2 separate regions of the Sus scrofa genome follow, and region 1 is linked to region 2. The links are chromatin contacts, called in public Hi-C maps. All regions are on one chromosome and are shown on one strand. The core of a region is the stretch at or near the end of the contact, and the rest is flanking DNA. Distances in the headings are between cores, read along the strand shown.

Region 1 (2,700 bases), core at 114-2,613, 97 kb before region 2:
AGTGGCAGCTGCGGCCTCCGGGGACAGCAGCACCTCAGGCCACTTCTTCTGACTACAGCGGGAGCAGCAGGGGCCGGGCTGCGAGGCCAGCCCCTGAACCGTGTGGAGGTGGTGGCGGTATGAGCAGATGTGCGGCATGCTGGCCGGGCGGGGAGCCGGTCTGTGAGGACATGGCGGGGGGGGGGGGTCACTGGGGCAGGCCAGGCCCAGGAGGGAGAGGGGGAACGGGAGTGATGGGAGGGGACACACCCACACGGTGAGTTCCCAGGAGGCAGGCTGACTACCTGGGGTCAGGGCCCCCTGGCCCCACTGCCCACTCACCTGGGCAGAGGCCCGTGGCTGGTCTGCACCAGCTGCTTGCAGTGATACTCCTTCAGCAGCTCCTCCAGGGCCGCCGCGTTCTCTGGGGGCAGCTGCGGTCAGAACCCGGCTCTGGGCCGCGAGGGGCCCCGGCCCCCGGCCCCCTCCTCCCCTGCCCAGGCCGTGTCCCTTTTCCTCCCCGTCCCAAGCGAGCACAGGGAGAAAGGGGTAGCTCCCTCCGCAGCGCTGGTCAGCCAGGGCCGGGCTGGCCTGAAGCGGCCGGCGGCAGGGAGCGAGGGCCCCAGGAGATGGGGGGCCCCTTCCCTCACCTTTCTTCTCTGTGATCAGGCGCACCAGGACCCCGATGGTGTCCTCGTTGGCATCCTCGGCCCGGTAGGCAGGGTTGATCCCTGAGGAAGAGAAGAGCCTTGATCCTAGGGAAGGAGGCGGGGAGGGGCCGTCCTGGGCGCACAGGCTGCACCGGGATGTGGCAGCAGAGGGCGCCCCAGCCCAGCGTGTGTGGCGGCCACGGCCTCCCCGCTGGTTCTGGGAAGCCCGTTATCACCCTCGCTGCATCCCCAGGTGCTTAGGGGCTTCAGGGCCACCTGGACTACACGTCCCTGCAGAGAGGGGGGTCCAGCCTCTCTGCCCAGAGCCTCCAGCAGCCCCGGCGGACTCCAGGCCTCTCACCTCCCTCCACAGCGCCCTGTCTACGTCACTGAGGGCCCTTGCTCGGCCTAGGGCTCAAGCTCAAAGGCACGAGAACAGGCCACACAGTTCTGAGCCAGCAGCAAACAGCTCCTAGGACAGGCACCCGCGCGGCAGGCAGCAGCTAAAGGGAGTCCGAGGCTGGGAAAACAAGTGCGGTTCCAGGCAAAACTGGCCTGAGTGGCCACCTGTCTGCGTGCCTGATGCTCCTGTCCCCTCTGCCTGCTGCAGACCGCAGTGTCAGGGCTAGGATGGCTGCTGGCACGGGAGGCGCCACTCAGTCTTGACGCGGCCACCAGGTTCTGCGAGCAGTTCATGTGCAGGCGGGGCCCAGGCCCCAGGGAGGGGGTGGGGCAGAAGGAGCGAGTCTCTCCCTCTGGTTCCAGGGCTCGTAACTCAAACCACAGCCTGGAGCTGAAACCTGAGCCTCGCGGTGCCCATCCAGCAAGGCTGCCCTGCCAGCCCTTCAGCCAGAGGTCAGAGGTCAGCCTGAGGACCCAGAGGGCAGGCCAACCCGTGAACCACACACATGACTACAGCCCCCGAGAAGTTCAGACTCCCCCAGTGGGCAGGGCCTCTCCCAGGGAGCCGCTGAAGCCACTGGCCTCTGCTCTGCCGGCGCTGTCCCCTTCGGGCACCTCACCCTTCCTTTCCCTTGGTCATTCTGTCTTCTTCACAGCCCGCATGCAGCACCTCCAGAAAGCCCTCCTGATTAGCCCTCTCCCGGTCAGACCCTCCAGGCCCAGCAGGTTCCCTCTGGCAGCCCCCAAGCAGGGCCGGGCGGGCCAGGCCAGCCCGTGCCCTCTGGCCTCCGCACCCGAGCCCAGGCGGGCCTCACCGCTGCCTCCACCGCCTCCGGGGCCAGGCTCCACCTCCTTGTGGGCGGTGCAGTGGTAGCCCTTCCGCTTGAGCAGGTTACACACCAGGATGCCCAGCAGCCCCATGAGGCAGAAGACGGGCACGATGGCAATGACCGCGTACTGGGCCGCCGTCTCCTCGGCACTGCTGGCCCGAGTGCCGTTCCCGGGCTGCCGCGTCTCCCCTGCGCCGCTGGCCCCTGCTGCCACCTCCACGCCACGTCGGGTGCGCTGCCCACGCTCTGAGCACCACAGAGGATGGAGGCAGGGAAGACAGACAGAGGCAGACAGGCCCAGGGCCCGAGTCACTGCGCGGGGCGTGGCACAGACGTGTCCAGAGCCACCCACGCCCCACGGGGCTGGCGCAGCAAAGGCCAACTCACCCCCCCCTTTGGCGCTCTGATCAGTCAGGACACAGACCCCGAGCCCCCTGTCCATCCCTCAGGATGGGCCAGAGAGGTGAGCAGAGGGACCAGGGACCCTGGATCCTGCCTCCCCACCACCTGGCCTATGAGTCAGCTGCCTCTGAAGGTGACTGGTTCAGCCCCAGAAAGGGGGTGTGTGCCCTTGGGAGGGGACAGAGACAGTGGTCAGGATGGGAGTGCCAGCTGGGGCAGCCACCTGCCGGCCGGTCTCTGGCACTCAGAGACGGAGTAGGCAGACAGACCAACCGACCACATCCTGCTGGACACCCACTGGCCACACACCCTCCCTGGGGCGAGGGGAGTGAGGACCGCACTGCCCCAGTGGACACTGCAAGGGCCCGTGGGCTCAAGCTTGCCAGACCCCTCCCCGTGCCCCCACCAGTCCTAGCCCCCACCTGCCACTCACCATA
Region 2 (2,719 bases), core at 181-2,680:
TCCCTGGCCTGGCACAGTGGGTTAAAGGATCCAGCTTTGCCACAACTGTGGCATGGGTCACATCTGTGGCTCGGATCTGACCCCTGGCCCGGGGAACTCCATATGCTGTGGGACTGCCAAAAAAGGAAAAACAAAATCAAGTGACATGAAATAAAATAAAAGGCTGCGGGAACTTGGACACATAAAAAGCATGAAGAGGGCAGGCCAGGCCGGGGCATGGAGGCAGGGGACGAGTCTACCCTGAGCGAGAAATGAAGAGCAAGTGTCGCCGCCAGAGCGTGGGGTGAGTTGTGCGAAGAGGGGCTCAGATGGGAAGCCCGAGGGGATGGGCCTCAAAACCTCAAGCAGAGCCCAGGGGCCACTGCTCTACTCCCAAGCCTGCCGGGGCCCCCGGCTGCCAGCCTGCCCCCGCCCCGGGCTTTCCGGGGGCCTTTCCCGGGCTGCCTCCTCTGCCTGGGACACTTCCACGCACCTTCTCTGAATAGCTGCACTGTTCGTGTGGTTTTCTCATCTGTAAGATGAGAGGGATCACTGGTGCGGACACAGGCTGCTGTCAGAACTAAACGAAACCATGTGTGTGGGCCGCCCTTGCAGCCAGCGTTTGTCAGGGCAGTGAATCAATTCCAGGCCCTGCCCTGGGCTCCCTCGGGTCACCCTAGTGTCCGGTGGTTTCAGGTCTTCAGCACCAGGTGACACTGATTTCTCAACCGCCCACCCCGTGTCACATGTTTCACCTGCAGTTCTGGGCAGGCAGTCGTGGGGTGATACTTTGCATGGTACCCATAAAGGAACTAAGGCTCAGGAAGGGCTAGTGAGTGTCCTGAGGTGTCCCAGTCTGGGGGCACTTCAACAAGATCTTTCTCACTCTACACCCCCTTTTCCACTGTCCCCCAAAGTCCCTGCTCCCCTGCTCCCCACTCCAGAGGATTCCGCCAGGAATGTCTTCCCTGCAATAAGGGCCTTTGGCCAGGAGATGGCGCCAGGAGACTGCCCGGGGCAGCAGGGGGGGCGGTGGGGGGCAACTGATGAGGGCTGAGGGCAGGTCAATACACAGAGGGGGCCTCCCCTGCAGGGCTGGCACCGAGCAAGCTCAGAGCTGGGTTCCCAACCTCAGGTCCTCCGGACCCAGTTCCCAGCCCTTCTCCCACTTAGGCCCAGATGAAATCAAGCCTTGTTCTCAGATCCCACATCCAGTCGATACGGCTCTCAGGAGCCACCGGGGACCCTGGCAGGGCGCAGGCCTAGTGTGGAGTCTGTCCGGCTGCCAGGGAGCATTTCCCTGACACCAGGCGTTCAGCACCCACCTCCACTCCAGGTGCACCATCGGGAGGAACACTGACGCCCCTCACCCCGCAAGGGGTCAACCTCTGCTGGTTCCGCTTTCAATTCAGGTTTCAATTCAGGCAACAAGGCACGGGGTTGGTTTGCGCCTGCAGCAGAAGCGATTCCGTTTAGATGGAAGGAAGAGCTGACCGGGGCCGAAGCTCCGTGGGCTGCTCGGATCCTATGGTCTCAGGATACCCATGACTCTGCAGCCTCTTCCCATCCCGAACCCGTCCCCACGGCCCTCGTATCTGGAAGGGATGAGGAGGCCTGACAGCCAGAGGTAGGAGCTGGAAGCCTGAGTCACCGTCTGCCAGCCAGCCAGGAACCAGTTCAGACCAGGCTGGACGTGGGAAAAGGCCTCCTAACCTTGGCCTGCCTGCCTTCTGGGAAACACGGCCTGGAAACCCCCCTGTCGGCCCCTGGCCTCCGAGCTTAGTACCAAGGGCACAGGATGACAGAGATCGAGACCTGGCTTCCTTCCCCTGAGGAGTCAGACAGCCTACGATTCATCACCAACTTGCTGTGTGACCCAGGGTGAGCCACCTACCCTCTCTGAGCCTGAATCTCCACCTGAAAAATGGCTTGATGCCCGAGGCCAGGGCCTGCCTGGCACCCAGAAAACTGAGGGCCGAGGGCAGAGCCACCCCCTCCTGGAGGAGTTTTGGTTTCACCTGTGGTATCCGGCTGGCCACACAAGCAGACAAACTTGGCAGAGGAGGGCACAGGGAGGGAGGGAATCTGATTTCTCTTCTCTTTTTCCACTTCCCCTTCTCACCTCCTGCTCGATGGGAATTAAAGCTGGAACTGAAACAATCCATTTTGAGCGCAAGGAAGGGGAAGCTGCAGCTTCAGGGAATGTGGGGGTTGAGGCTGCTCCCCTCAGTTTTTCTCTGGCCTCTAGAGGTTGGGCGCAGCAGACACCTGCATCTCCTGCGGCTCTGCTCTGCCCCAGGCCCCAGCTGCCCATCAGGGAGTTCGTGTTCTCCCACCCCAGTCGGGGCAGATGTTGTCAACGTGCCAAAATGCTTCCCAGGCTGCCTCTCATTCACTCTTCACAGCGACCGCCCCACCTTGTAGGTGCGGAAGCTGAGGCCTGGCAAAGCAAGCAAGAGGGTCTCTCTTGGGCACACGTACGACGAGGTCTCAGATCAGGGCGACCTGGTGGGCAGAGGGCTGAGAAGTCACAGGGCAGCCTCAGGGTGAGGAAGTGTGGCCTGAGCACAGGGGCCCAGAGAGCAGCGGCCACAGGCAGCCCTGCCAGCAGAGGGACAGTTCACAGCGGCCGGCTTCCCAAGTCCAAGGCCCTGGGGCTGTAGCACCTCCTGCCCAGGGCCCTGGGAGATCCCAGACCTTCCAATAAACCCCTGTCCCTGGAGCTGGTATGAGGGGGTCT

What was found. A called contact is a pair of places that touch in the nucleus more often than the background predicts.
Region 1: a contact with region 2 is called in a Hi-C map of retroperitoneal adipose tissue, with 2.1 times the contacts expected there. The contact joins the enhancer-like site here to the promoter of P2RY6 in region 2. A contact is called at or near these places in 9 of 47 Hi-C or Micro-C datasets (embryonic fibroblasts, heart right ventricle, mesenteric adipose tissue and 4 more).

The regions. Positions count from the first base shown.
Region 1 is chr9:7,846,289-7,848,988 of Sscrofa11.1, reverse strand. RELT (tumor necrosis factor receptor superfamily member 19L) reads right to left here. Exons shown (of 11, transcript XM_003129644.5): 5 at 2,697-2,700; 6 at 1,847-2,107; 7 at 630-710; 8 at 322-403; 9 at 1-160. Among named protein-coding and RNA genes, the nearest start is that of RELT, 14 kb to the right of the region's middle. Within about 2 kb of position 1,363, at least 18 of the 83 cell types and tissues checked have an H3K27ac peak or open chromatin away from gene starts, as enhancers often do. A contact at or near this core is called in retroperitoneal adipose tissue and skeletal muscle, where this site is marked.
Region 2 is chr9:7,749,407-7,752,125 of Sscrofa11.1, reverse strand. It overlaps P2RY6 (pyrimidinergic receptor P2Y6), which reads right to left and starts at 1,430. Exons shown (of 4, transcript NM_001244296.1): 1 at 1,305-1,430. It overlaps LOC110255395 (a long non-coding RNA gene), which reads left to right and starts at 81. Exons shown (of 4, transcript XR_002335528.1): 1 at 81-283.